Linked DNA regions of Sus scrofa: region 1 is linked to region 2. A link is a contact called in public targeted proximity ligation data. All regions are on one chromosome and are shown on one strand. The core of a region is the stretch at or near the end of the contact, and the rest is flanking DNA. Distances in the headings are between cores, read along the strand shown.

Region 1 (7,406 bases), core at 3,869-6,368, 97 kb before region 2:
CTTGTGACTATGAGGTGAGGGAGCCAGAGAGTCGAAGCTGACCTGCTAAGTGAGAATGACATGGGACAGTTGTAAAAATCTTGACTCTTTCTTGATATTATTGAATCGCTGAATTAACTAACTTTACTTCTACCTCAGGATTACTCGTTATGCAAGACAGCAAATTCTCCATATCATTTAAGCCATATCAAATAACATTGTGTTGTTATTCTTTTTTTTTTTTTTCGTTTTACAGCTGCACCTACAGAATATGGAAGTTCCCAGTCGAGGGATGGAATTGGAGCTGCAGCTGAGGCCTATACCACAACCATGGCAACACCAGATCTGAGCCACACCTGCAACCTATGCCACAGCTTGCAGCAACGCCAGACCCTTAACCCACTGAGTGAGGCCGGGGATTGAACCCGCATCCTCATGGATTATGTCAGGTTCTTCACTTGCCAAGCCACAACAGGAACTTCTGTATTAAGTTATACATGTAATAAATTATCTTTATTGGAAAGGAATACAATTACATTGTGGGACCCTTCATCTCCCAACTCGGGATGAATGGTTACCTTCCAGGCTGGGCCAAGTCTATTCATGGGAGCACAGCCTTGTGTTTTGTACTAGGGTTTTTTCACTTTTAAACATTTCTGCCTGACGGCCAAGGTAGACAGATTTGCTCAGGATATCCATCGGAATGATACGTCTTCCCTGGTACCTGAGCAAAATGTCCACAGGCTGGACAGACGGGATGGATGCTTCAACTCCACAGACCATGGGAGCAGTGGAGACGTGTTTGGAGGGTGGAGCTTTCTGTGGGGTGGGCTCTGTGCCAGGGGGGTGATATGGATGTGTGTTCTCCACTTCTCTGCTGTGGTCCCCGCAGCTTCTTTGTCCTGTGATCTGGGGGAGAGTGGAGGGAGGAGGTTGAATTCCTCTTGCTGGCTGTTCCTGGCTTGTGTGCCCAGGGTGCAGAAAGCCAAACTCTGACAGCGGGTGTTGGTAGCAAAGGGAGGGTTAATTTGCAGGTTGTCAAGCTGGGAGAACAGACAGCTCAAGTTCAAAAGACTGGATGGCTTTCAGGCAAGGTTTTTATTTGTTTGTTTGTTTTTATGGCTGTATCTTTAGCATATGGAAGTTCCTCAGCCAGGGATTGAATCCGAGCTGTAGCTGTGACCTATGCTGCAGCTACAGAAATACTGGATCTTTTAACCAACCCACTGCACTGGGCTGGGGATCCATCCCGCCCCTCCACAGGCACCCAAGCCACTGTAGTCAGATTCTTAACCCCCTGCACTATGGTGAGAACTCTAAGGGTTTTTTATTATTATTATTATTTTATTGACATATAATTGATTTACAGTGTCATTAATTTTTTTATAATGTGTTCACATATGTAAGTGTGTATGTATATATATATTGTTTTTCATATTCTTTTCCATTATGATTTATCACAGGATATTGAGTATAGGTCCCTGTGCTGTACAGTAGGACTTTGTTGTTGATTCATTCTATATATAATAATTTCATCTCTTAATCCCAAACTCCCAGTCCACCCATTACTGCCCCCTCCCCTTCAGGCAAGGGTTTTTAGTGGATTTTTTTTTTTTTTTTTTTTGGCCATGTCACAGCATATGGAAACTCCCAGGCCAGGGATTGAACCTATGTCACAGCAGCAATTTGAGCTGCTGCAGTGACAACATCAGATCCTTAACCTGCGAGGCACAAGAGAACTCTGGACGAGGGCTTTTAAAGACAGTGTTTGAGGAGTTCCTGCTGTGACACAATAGCAGTGTCATAGGAATTCCATCGTCGGTGTCTTGGGAGCGCAGGTTCAATCCCCAGCCCAGCACAGTGGGTTAAGGATCTGGTGTTGCCCCAGCTGCAGGTTAGGGATTGCTGCGGGTTAGGCTGCAACAGCAGGTCGGATCTGATGACTGGCCAGGGAACTCCATATGATGTGGGGTGGACAAAAAGAAAAAAAGAAGGAAAAAAAAAAAAGACAGTGTTAGGATGCGTGATCAGCTCATGAACCTTCTTCTCATTGGTTGGTGGTGAGGTAACAGGGTGATATTTCAGGAATCTCAATCACCAGCCTTCTGGTTCCAGCCAGCCCGGGGTCTTTGTGCTTGCGGTTGGCATGTAGTCACCACCCTCCCCCTGGGTGGGGGTCTTTTAGCTTCTGCAGAGCAACCCAAAAATGTGCGTCGGATTGTTAGCTATATCCCTTCAGGAGGAACTGTGAGTCCTGTGACTTGACTGCTTTAAGCATCAGCTGCTTGAGCCCTGCTCTTTGGAACTCAGGGACAGTCGAAAAGACAAAAGCCTTTTTTTTTTCTATACATAAGAAATGGGGGGCCAGAGGAGAATTAATACCCAGGAAGGCCCTGCAGGGCCCTGTTGGTTTCAATCTCCCTTTTTCTTCGACATTCTCAACCCTGAGGGGAACAGGGGCCGACAAAAGAGGAAATAAAATTGGGGGTAAAGAAATTAATCATACACTCATTAAAGGAACTTGGTTCTAAGGGGTCTCACTTTCAGTAGGGGTGGCGGATAAGGCCTGAACCCAGCACGAACCACGTTGTAGACAAGCTTAGCTTCCATTGGATGCAAGCTCATTTTCACGGAACTCATGGCAGGGCTGTTGTGCTTCCGTGTGTTAGTATAAGTGAGACACTTAAAACAGCGCCCGGTCTGGGGACTGCAGGACCCAAACCGCAGCGTTTACCCGCTGCGTTCTCGTCCAGTGCCTTGGGCAAACGTGCACTCAATCAATGCCTGTTTGCTAAACAGTGGCTGGTAAACTCTGTGCCATGCTGGCAGCTCCAACAGTTTCAGGCCATTCTTCCTATTGGTTCATTCTTTTTCTTGCATCTTTTACAAAAAGGGACATTTGCTCAACACCTGACCCTCAATCTTTTTTTTTTTTTTTTAAATTTAGTCTTTTCTAGGGCCGCACCCGAGGCATATGGAGGTTCCCAGGGTAGGGGTCCAATCGGAGCTGTAGCCACTTGCCTACACCACAGCCATGGCAACGTGGGATCCTTAACCCACTGAGCAAGGCCAGGGATCAAACCCGCAACCTCATGGTTCCTAGTCGGATTCGTTAACCACTGAGCCACAGTGGGAACTCCCTGACCCACAGTCTTGAACAAAGGGGCCAGCCCTCCGGACTCTGTTCAAAGTTGGGAGGCTTCTGGTTTTGCAGTGAGCGGGAGACCCCTGTCGGCAGCAAGAGAATAAAGGAAGCTGGGACCAGCTGGATAATAAAACTGCTGCAAGGCCCTGCAGGAAGTTGTGGTTGTCTCCAAACATGCAGTTGCACCAGATTTTCGGAACAATAAGGAGGCTCGTCCCTCAAGAGGGGAGAGTGTCCAGGGTTCCTCTGAGAAGGAACTAACTTCCTGCATAAACCAGGAAACCTCAAGGCAGTCACTGGCCAAGGGGAGGCCTGGCACCACCCAGACTGATTCTTTTGCAACCCCCCACACTCTACCGCACTGAACCCGGAAGCTGGAGCCCAACTGGGCACCTTCCTGGGAAGCCTTCCTTTATCCTTCTCCCAAGAAGTACGTTTACACCTTTCACGAGACCCCCTTTCGTGCCCCGTGACTCCCTTCCCCACTGACCCACAGCCTGGCAGCTCCCGCCCCCTCCCCAGTGAGCCCTGGCCTAAGATGAACCCTCTTCTGTCGCCCAGAGGCTCATTCATCCTTACACCTATCTTTCCAGAGCCCTTTGCTGTGAAGCCTGCCACTTGGCAAGCCAACTAAAGGCACGACGTGAGCCTTGTGATCCGGTCCTGTGCGTGGGCTCCACCTGAGGGGCACTCCTGCTTCTGTCGCATTCGCCTCCCTCCAGGCCCTCCAGAAGTGAGGGCTCCCCTGCCCCCAGCTGTGCCCGAGGCCTGTGGACATGCCTCAGGCCAGGGATCAAACCCTCGCACCTCAGTTGCCACTTGTGGCACCACTGCAGCAGGGCTGCTCCTTAACCTGCTAGACGTGAGACATTTTTGAAGAGAAGCAAAAGTGAATTGCTGAGGATTGCTTAATGGGTTGGGGGTCTTCTTCTGGGGTGATGAAAATGCTTTGGAACTGGATAGAGGTGGCAGGTATAGCGTATTGAGCATAAACGCCCCTGAGTTTTACACTTTAAAATGGCTTCTATGTTAAGTGAAGGTCACCTCAATTAAAAAAAAAAAAATTGCTTTCCCCACCAAATATTGGGCCAGAGTCTCAGGCGAACAGGTTCAGGAAAATGCTGAAATTAGAAAAACAGGGAGCTGCAGTGGGGCAGGGCTGGGAGGGAACCAGTGGGGCTTGCCTGTCTCACAGCTCCAGTGCAGAGGCTAAGAGCGCAAGGAAGGGAGAGAGAACATACATATTCCCATGGTGGAGAAAGGGCTGGGGTGGACTTTTCATCACTAAGGCACCAGCTTGCCATTGAGATAGAGCTACCTGAAGGTTAATTATTAGGGAATGACGACATTTCTTGCTTTTGTGAAAAGTCCCTTTGGCGGGTGGAAGAGGGCTGACAAATCTGGCCATTCATTCAGATTCCCGACGTTAAGTCATTCATCCCATAAACAAACACTTCTGGAGAGCAGCGTTTATGGCGCTAGAAGACCAGTGCCTAGAAGAGTTTAAAGACTAATTATCAAATAAGGAAGGCAGAATTTAAAGAGGGTTGCCTTCTACTTCTGCCTTCCGTAGAAGATTTTGGAGGCAACCTGCACCTGGGTTCGTTGTCAGGGAAAATACAAGGTACCCATCAAATTTGAATTTCAGATAAAGAAAAAATACTGTTAAAGTCTAGGTGTCACCGGTGCCTTATTGGGGACATAAGTATGCTAAGAAAAGTGTTTATTACTTATTTGCATTTCAAATTTAATAGGATGTTCTGTATTTGTGTTTGCTAAATCTGACTGATAGGATTACAGAGTCCCCAGGCTGTGGGTTTACAGGATGGATGGTCTCCTCTGGGACGTGCACTTCCCCCACTCCGCCCCCCACCGCCGACACCCCCCACCGCCGACACCTCCCAGCCTTGAACACTCCATCTCCCCAGCGATGGTGCAGCTTCCAGTATCAGAAGCTTCAAATCTTTAAAAAACCCTCGGGAACTGGTCTTGCTTGTGGATATCCTGCTGGTGGCAGCAGCAGCCCCTAGGATTTGCACCAGGTGGAAACCGCCCTGGGCATGGACCCTTCCAAATGGAAACAAGCTGTGATCGGGAGGAACCTGGAAGGGGTCAGAGCTCAACCCACTCTGAAGCAGCAACCCAGCTCCGTAAGGAGTGCCCTGTGCTGGCAGGACCCACTTCTGGTGGAAAAACTTCCCGGAGAGCTGCTACAAGTTGGCTGCCCTGGCTTTTGACACACTCCTGCGTTTGTTGTCCTGGGTGGTGCTGAAGCCCTGAGGGCGAGGTGATGTAGGACGAAGTCTAACCGTGTGATGGGAACCGGGCACAGCCTGGTGCTGCTCCCGGAGTGCAAGCGGGGCAGCCATGACGCATGCTCAGTTGCCTGAGCTCAGCCCCGGACCCCGATCCTGGACCGAGGAAAGAGCAGGAACCCCTTTCCACCTCTAAGCCCTGCAAACGGTTGACAAACCCACCATTCAGCCCCACTGCTTCCTTTGCTTGAAGATCGGAGTTGGAAGAAAGAAAAAAACAAACAAACAAAAACCCTCCGCTGTCGTGCTGAAATGCACACCCGTCCCCATCCTCCCCTGCAAAGTTCACACATCTGCTCCAGGCTGGGGCTGGGGCTGGGGTGGGGGGCTTGTCGACGACGTCTCCCTCGGGGGCGGGGGCGGGGGCGGCAGTGGGCCAGACCCCCTGAGACAAACAAAGCTTTGGCTGTGGCTCAAAGGACAACATGCATTGGCGACCATGTCCCCATCTACCCCCGGCCCTACCCAGCCCTTCCTGGAAAATGTGATGGCGAAGGGCCGGTGGGCCAACCCCAGCACCACCTGGGCCCCGGGAGAGGACCTGGACGCCTGCCCGGCAGCAGCCCGGCGGGCGGGGCGCACAGACGGCTGGCTTCTCGGGGACGCGCTCGGGCCGGCCCGGCGCAGCCGTCAAGGCTGCAGCTTCCTGCGCGTCCCGCCCGCTGGCCTGGGGCTCTGCGGCCTCGGATGATGCGGGACTCGGAGGCCAGTGGGTGCCACGGGCAGGCCGCGCAGAGATGTGGCTCCGGCTTGGGGTGGGACCCTTCGTCCCCGAAGAGGGAGGGTGACTTCCTGCGGCTCCCAGGCCTGGCGCAGGCCTTCCAGGGCCGTCGGGCCACCCCTTCTCTCCACGGAGCTCTGAAAATAGCAGGCCGCAGACGGCGGCCTTGTCGCCCTCGGAGGTAATCCGAACCCGGCCAGGCGGCTAACACTCAAGGCTTTGTCTGCTGCTGCAGGACGGCTCAGCTCCCTTCAGGACAGCGGCTTTCTGGAGAGGGGGGGGAGAGGGGCCGTCGGGGAAAATCGAAGGCATCCTCTGAGGTCTGCTCGTGAAACAGCGTCGTGCTGAAAACGCACCAGGATTCCAACAGCCCTGGCTGAATTCGCACCCTTGCCTCGATTTCCCCGCATCCGGAAATCTCTGCCGTCCAACATGTGCGTCTCCCAGGTTTCCAACGGCACGCGACTCTTTCACGTCTGCCTCCTCAGACACGCAGCCGCCAGATCCCCGAGGGAGCAAAGACTACATGAAATCTGACTCACTCAGCAGGGTCCTGGAAAAGAGTCCACAAAACCCACCGCCAAGTGGTAGGAAAACCTGGTGATAAGAGAAACCTTCCTTCTTTCAGAGACGCCGCCGAGGAACTGAATTTCCTTCTCACACACAATTCAGATCACCGAAGGGACGCAAGAGGGACGATTTCGTCTCCGGGTTTTGCTCGCCAGCCTTCGTGGAGGCTCTTTTCTATGCCTCTTGTCAAATGTCTCCTCAGCCTGGGGCTCCCTCTGTGTCCTTCCCCAGCACAGGAAGGTTCCAGCCTGAAGGATTTTCAGGCCTCAGTTGAAGGGTCCCTTTCTCCGGAACAATTCCTGACCAGCCCCCCTTCAACCTCAGCTTAGCTTCTCCTGTTCGAATTCCTTACTCCTCTTGTTACCACTAGAGCATTTACCACAAATGGTATTTTCATATTTCATTGTGTGATAATACGTTTACCACACAGCTCCTTCCTCAGCTGTGATCTTCATGAAAGCAACCTTATGGGTGGAACTGTATTTATTGTTGTTACGATTGTTATTGTTATTATTATTATGGGATGAGCAATGCCCTCCCACCCCCCAAATGTTCTGTCCTAATAATTGGAACATGTGGGCACCATGTGGCAAAAGGGATTTTTGCAGGTGTGATTAAGAATTTTGAGATTGAGGAGTTCCTGTCGTGGCTCAGTGGTTAATGAATCCGACCAGGA
Region 2 (6,693 bases), core at 3,812-6,311:
TGGGTGGAGCTTTGGAGAACCAGATTCTTGGGTTCAGCCTCAGAATCTCAGGGGTGAGGCCCTGGTATGTGTGGTTCTGATGTGTAACCAGGGCTGGCACGTCAAGTTTGTTCAGAGACCAGAGAACGGCCTGAAAGACAGTCTCTAGGGCTTGGAGAGTCTAAGCCAGTAGTTCCCCACCTCAGCAGAAGGGCAAATAAAAGGAATGAGATGAAGCATCTTTAAAGGTTTCCTTTACAGACGAGGTCCCTGGATGTGAAGTTTGTTAAAGATACTAAGATTTTTGCCCCATGTCACAACGAAAGGATTCTCTGGAATAAGAAAAAACATGTGGTTAAAACCAAACCAAAAAACAGCACAGAATCTCATTGGTCTCAGATGGCCTGTGCCAGGGGGTGACAAACTTTTTCTGTGAGGGTCGGAAAGTAAATATTTTCAGCTTTATAAACCATGACAGCCTCTGTTACAACTATTCAACTCTGCCACTGTAGCACAAAAGCAGCGTGAGCTAACGCTAGGTGAATAAGCATGGCTCTGTTCCAACAAAGCTTCATTTATGAACACTGAGATTTGAATTTCATATAATTTTGACATGTTTCAAAATATTATTATTCCTTTGATTTATTTTCAACCACTTAAAAACATAAATTCTTACTATTTACTACAGCCGGGAGGTAGAGGCAACCCAAATGGCCATCAAGAGATGAAGAGTTAAGGAGTTCCTGTCCTGGCTCAGTGGTTAACGAATCTGACTAGGAACCATGAGGTTGTGGGTTCGATCCCTGGCCTCGCTCAGTGGGTTAATGATCCGGCGTTGCCGTGAGCTGTGGTGTGGGTCGCAGACGTGGCATGGATCTGGTGTTGCTGTGGCTCTGGCATAGGCTGGCAGCTACAGCTCCGATTCGACCCTTAGCCTGGGAACCTCCATATGCCGTGGGTGCAGCCCTGGAAAAAGGCAAAAAGACAAAGAAAAAAAAAAAAAAGAGCGAGAGAGACAAAAAGTTAAAAAAAAATTGTTGTGTATGTACACAATGGAATATCATTCAGCTTTGAAAAGAAAGGAAATCCTGTCGCATGCCACACTGTGATGACCCTCGAGGACATTGTGCTGTGTGAAATAAGCGAGTCACAAAAAAGAGAGATCCTGTGTAGGTCCGCTGTCTGAGGTGCCGAAAGAAGCCAAATTCATCGACTCAGAAAGTCGAATGGTCGTTGCCAGGGGCCGGGGTAAGAGAAAATGGAACATTGCATTTAATGGGGAGAGAGTTTCCATTTTGCAAGATGAAAAGATTCTATAGGTCAGCAGCGCTACGGTGTAAATACACATGACACACGACTGTACAGTACACCTCGAAATAATCAAGATGGTACATTCTATGTCATTTTTTACTAAAATTCAAAATTAAAAGAGAAAAGGTTAAGTCTTACCTCAAAAGTCATCTAGAGACAGGCATTGCACCCTATAGGCTGCAGTCTGCCAACCCCTGGCCATGGATGGGGCAAATCAAGTCTTCTCGAATGTCCCCCGAAGGACCTCTGACAATGCAAAAGGAAGAGCGTAAACTCCTGAGGGGGGCTCTGCCTGTAAGGCTGTAAAAATTTTTAAAGTACTCCTTCTAATGAGGTTCACGAAAGTTTTTTTTCTTTTCTTTCTTTCTTTCTTTTTTTTAGGGCCACACCCAAGGCATATGGAGGTTCCCAGGCTAGGGATCAAATCGGAGCTGCTGCTGCCGGCCTGCACCACAGCCACAGTAACGCGGGATCCAAGCTGCCTCTGTGACCTACACCACAGTTCCTGGCAATTCAGGATCCTTAACCCACTGAGCAAGGCCAGGGATCAAACCTGCGTCCTCATGGATGCTAGTTAGATTCGTTAACTGCTGAGCCACGACGGGAACTCCTCGTGAAAGTTTTGAATCCTAGTCCATGACACATGCTTTAATGTACAGCTGGCATTCACTGTAAAAATCAGTTAAAACAAAAACAAGATGTTCATGAAGGCTCAGAGAGGGTGAGTGACTTAGTCACAGACACAGAGCTAGACCAAGTCAGCATGGCACTGGAGCCCCACATTCCTGATTCCAAACATACACTTGCTCCCTGAGCAAGTGTCTTTCCATCAGGCTTTGGCCGTCTAGTCCCAGCTCCTCCCCCAACCCCCCAAATTCATCAATTCATAAGTTTCACATATTAGTTGTTCGGCTATGTTCTAGAACATTTTAGTTTGGTATATTTTAAAACTCTTTTCTCCTGCCTTAATTATACGTCCTTATCCTTTTTTTTTTTTTTTTAAACTCTGTCCTACATTGTGGAATATTACATCATGAGGGACCCAAAAGATGTGTTGTTTTGTGTACCCAGCATCCATTTTCTCTTTGGTAGATTGTGTTATTTGTTCAGAAGTCTTCCTTCTTCTCTCCCTGTCCTTATTCCTGTCCCACTGACTTTAGACTTGGTCATTTGATTACTTTTCCCAGGGGATTGTAAGTGAACATGAGGGTGTCCCAGTCCTAAGCAGAGGTTTTTAAAAGGCGTCATGTGTCTCCATTCATGTCTCTTGAGCTCCATCCTTCTAGAAAGCCATGTGTCCCATGTTAAACCCATTCCTTCAGGCTGGGTCCCCAAATGAGAAAAACATATGAAGCAGAACTAAACCCTGCCAACTGTTGTTGTGGTGAACCAGAGGGCTGGGGCTGTTTGTTACATGGTATCTTCCCAGCAAAATCTGACTAATACACTTTTGGAAGCCGTGTTTGGGTTTTCTTCTGGAGACTCAGCCCCCCCTCCACTCTTTGTCCTTAGGGTTTGGTTGGGCTGACCCTCCTCCACCCTGCCCCAGCCACACTCCAACACACTGACTGACTCAGTCTCTGGTAAAAGCTCTGCGGATCTTTACTTTTTAAGTTAATTTATTTTTTATTTTGGTCGCACCCTTCGCATACGGAAGTTCCCAGCAAGGGATCAAATCCGAGCCACAGCTGCAGCAATGCTGGATCCTTTAACCCACTGTGCCAGGCCCGAAATCAAACCTGCACCTCTGCAGTGACCTGAGCCACTGCAGAGACAATGCCAAATCTCTAACCTGCTGTGCCATAGCGGGAACTCCAGATCTCTGATGCTCTTATTAAAGCTGAGAGAGTGTCATTCTCTCTCGGCCAGCAGCAATGAATGGCCCTGTCACTTGCTCCATAGGGTTCTGGAAGAAATTTTACTCACACCCCATACAATCCTAACTCCTGTCTGTTTTACAACAAAAGCATAAAAAGAAGAGTCTGGAGAGGAGTTCCCGTTGTGGTGCAGTGGAAATGCCTCTGACTAGTATCCATGAGGCTGTGGTTCCATCCCTGGCTTCGGGCTCAGTGGGTTAAGGATCCAGCGTTGCTGTGACTGTGTTTAGGCTGGCAGCTGTAGCTCTGATTCGACCCTAGCCTGGGAACCTCCATATGCTGCAGGTGCGGCCCTAAAACAAGAGCCAAAAAAAAAGGTTGTGGATTCTATACTACTAAATGCCATCCTCCTTGGCTGCTTTTTGACAGTGAGAAGGAAAACATGGAAAACAAATAGCCATTGTTAGGCACTGAATGTTAACGTCTCCCCTAAATTCGTGCTGAAGCCCTAACCCCCAATATGATGGTACTAAGAGGCTGGGCCTTTGGGAGGTAATTAGGTTTAGCTGAGGTCACGAGGGTGGAGCTCCCATGATGGGATTAGTGCCCTTTACGAGAAGAGACACCAAAGAGCTTGCTTCCTCTCTCTCTCTCTCTCTTCCCAGGGAGCATATCGAGAAAGGCCAGGTGGGGACACAGTAAGAGGCGTCATCTGTAAGCCCCGGAAGAGGGCCCTCGCCAAAAACCGAATTGGCTGGCATCTCCATCTTAGACTTCCCAGACTCCAGAACGGTGACAAAGAAACGGCTGCTGTATAAGCCGCCCCGTCTAAGGCGTTTATCATAGCGGCCTGAGCCAAGACGGCAGTGGCTGGCGCGTGCCAAGTCCAGAAGCTCCGGGCACCTGTACGTTATTCCCTGTGCCTTGAGGAAGAGCAGTGTCAGCTCTGAGTTACTCATTCCAATGAAGAGCTTGCTGTTGGTGGCGCGGACAACTGAAAACACCAGAAAAACGAGAGGTTTTCCTTTGGTTTGGGAAATGCCAGAACCGCCCAGAAGTGTTTCGGGAGTGCCTTGGACAAAGAGGCATTGCGGCAAACTAATTAAAGCTTGATGACAATATGTATGCTTTTTCTCTCTCACACATATTAGGATTCCACAACATACTGTATTGTTGTGAGGACACACAATAAAATGCATGAACGCCACGGGTTTAAGGGATACTTCGGCTTGGCCTTGCCCTGTGCTTTTGAGATAAAGCAACAAGGTGTTCTTAATTGTGCGTAGGAGACTTTTTTTCCTCCTCCAGAAGGATAATAAAATAAGTTGACATTGTCCCAGTCCACAGCTGCATCATACAGGGACATGCAGTGAGCTCTCCTGGGTGCCAGGGGAAGCCCGCTACATTGTAACCATCATCGCTAAAGTGGAAAATGAGCTGTGGCCAATCAAGGGCTTTCCTCCTCCCAACATCTCTTTCTTCTGTCCTCCCCACCTTGCCCTCCGCCCCCCCCCTTCCTGTCTCCCCACCCTTCTCAGAGGCCTGCTGGGCCTTGTCCCACCTCTCAGTGAACTAGCCACACCGGCCCCAAGCAAATGCTGGGAGCCCGAGGGTCCCCTGAGCCCAGGGTTCTGACTGGCACTTGGGGGTCCTAAGGAGAGTAAAATCCAACCCTCCACAGCTAGTCATAGTGAGATGGTCCCAAGCCAACCATCCTCAGAAGGGCTGCAAAAATAAGAAACAAACAAACAAGTGGAGGGACTCGGAAAGGCCATCCTTTGAAACCAACGCCCCCTCCCTGCCCCAGGGATCTGACTTAATTGGTTTGGGCTGTGTGTGGTGATCAAGAGGTTTCAAAGCCCTCCCCAGGTGATTCTAAAGTTTAGCCAGGGCTGAGAACCACCCCAGACCTCCCGCCTCAGGCCCGCAAAGGTGCGGCCAGGCAACTGGTGTTTTAACAAGCCCTCCCCGCGATGCTGGGGCGCGCTGAGGTTTGAGAAGCGCTGGTCTGTGCTGCTAAGGAGCGGAAAATGGAGGGGTCCAGGAGGTGAGCAGTCAGGGGTGGGAGCCTGGGGGCAGGGGGCTGGGGGCGAGGGCCTCTTCCATCCTCACCCTTCTCTCTCCTCTAAGCCTCAGGGCAGTGGACAAGCTCTCGGGTCGGAGCCTGGCCCGGAGCCCTTGGGGGTGGGCTGCCCTTGACGGATAGCGCGGCGTGGAGTCCAATTTTGAGATGATGAAGCCTCAGTCACTTAGCCCGGCGGAGGCTGCCCCTTTGCCTCCGGAGCCCCTAAGCAGGCAGGAAAGTTTGGGCCTGCAGTAGGCCATAGCAAACGGCCAGAAAGGGCTCTTCCTGGAGAATCGTGGCTTCCAGTTTATGGCTTCTCATCCTTTTCCCCAAAGTGGGCCCCCTACTCCGAGCGCTGGCTTTTTTTTTTTTTTTTTTTTTTTTAAATCCCAGACAGGAACTCTGTCCATCCCCGGCCAAAAACTGTGCCTCCTTTGCTGCACAGGCAACATCTTCTCATCCTAAGCAATCACGCCCCCACCCACGATCAAAGCGGCGCCCGGCCCAGAGCAAGCAGACCCCTTTCCCGATGCCCTAGCCCCCCCACTCTCCCGGCCCCGCGGACAGAAAACAGCCCGTCTAGCGGCCTCCCCACTTCGGGCCTCCCCGCCCAGGCCAACCAGGCAGGCAGGCAGGGCAAGACCCCCACTCAGGGGCCCAGCGCGGGGACTCCGGGGGAGCAGAGGGGTCCCCGGTGGTGCCCTATCCCAAGGTCAGCCCCCCGGCGCGTCGGGGGGCAGCGTCCCTGCGTTTCTGGCCGAGTTGCCCGCCCCCCGGTGGGGAGGGGCCGCGGCCACTCGGAGTCGCACGGGGTCCGGAGGCTCCTCCCCGGGGGTGGCCGAGCAGGAAGCGGGGCGCGGCGGGCGGGGGCGCGGGCGCGGTGCGGGGCCCCGGGCGGCGGAGTATGCGCGGGCCTCGGCGGCCAGCCCCGGCGCACAGCCGCGGCCGGGGCGCGCGGCGCGGGGCGGAAAAGCCTGTTTACACAGACTGCACACCGCCTGGGGAATAATGCAGTAAAGGAAGTGAGCCGGCTCGGCCTGACTGCTCCAACTTCCTGCTCTCACACACACCAGAGGAAAAAAAAAAAAAAAAAAAAAAAAAGAGGAGCGAGAGAAAGAAAAAAAAAGGGGGGGAAAATCAGGATCTCATTACAAGAGCCACAGACCGTCTGCAGACGCCTGTCAGCATGGAAATTCGGGGGCTTTCGCCCGGTTCCTCCTAGAAATTCCCCCGAAGAAGGATCTTGAAAGCTCCCCCACATCTGGGTAGGTAGTAGGGTTCGTGCCTGTTGCTTGGACAGTTGCAAAGTTTCGTGGCGGGTGGGGGGGGGTGTCTTTTTTCTTGCTTGCTTTTTCCCTACGGCTTGGGGGGGGGGTGGGACCGGGTGGGCGCCGTGCTGGGGGGCTGCGGGCCTGGGGCGGAGGGCGGCCTCCGAGAGGGGACGCCGCGGGGATGCTCCTGCGGCGGGTTGGCGCGCCGGCCGGGGGGCTGCGGGCACCAGGCGCTGGCACACCCCGCCCT

The links.
Region 1: a targeted proximity ligation map of skeletal muscle shows a contact between it and region 2, with 5 times the contacts expected there. A contact is called at or near these places in 6 of 47 Hi-C or Micro-C datasets (embryonic fibroblasts, fetal liver, liver and 1 more) and 2 of 2 datasets of targeted methods (alveolar macrophages and skeletal muscle).

The regions. Positions count from the first base shown.
Region 1 is chr5:87,449,578-87,456,983 of Sscrofa11.1, reverse strand. The region is part of intron 2 of LOC110260790 (a long non-coding RNA gene); the gene reads left to right. Among named protein-coding and RNA genes, the nearest start is that of TRNAD-GUC, 33 kb to the left of the region's middle.
Region 2 is chr5:87,353,569-87,360,261 of Sscrofa11.1, reverse strand. It overlaps ELK3 (ETS domain-containing protein Elk-3), which reads left to right and starts at 5,061. Exons shown (of 5, transcript XM_021092733.1): 1 at 5,061-5,154. LOC110260790 (a long non-coding RNA gene) reads left to right here. Exons shown (of 4, transcript XR_002344245.1): 4 at 3,773-4,589.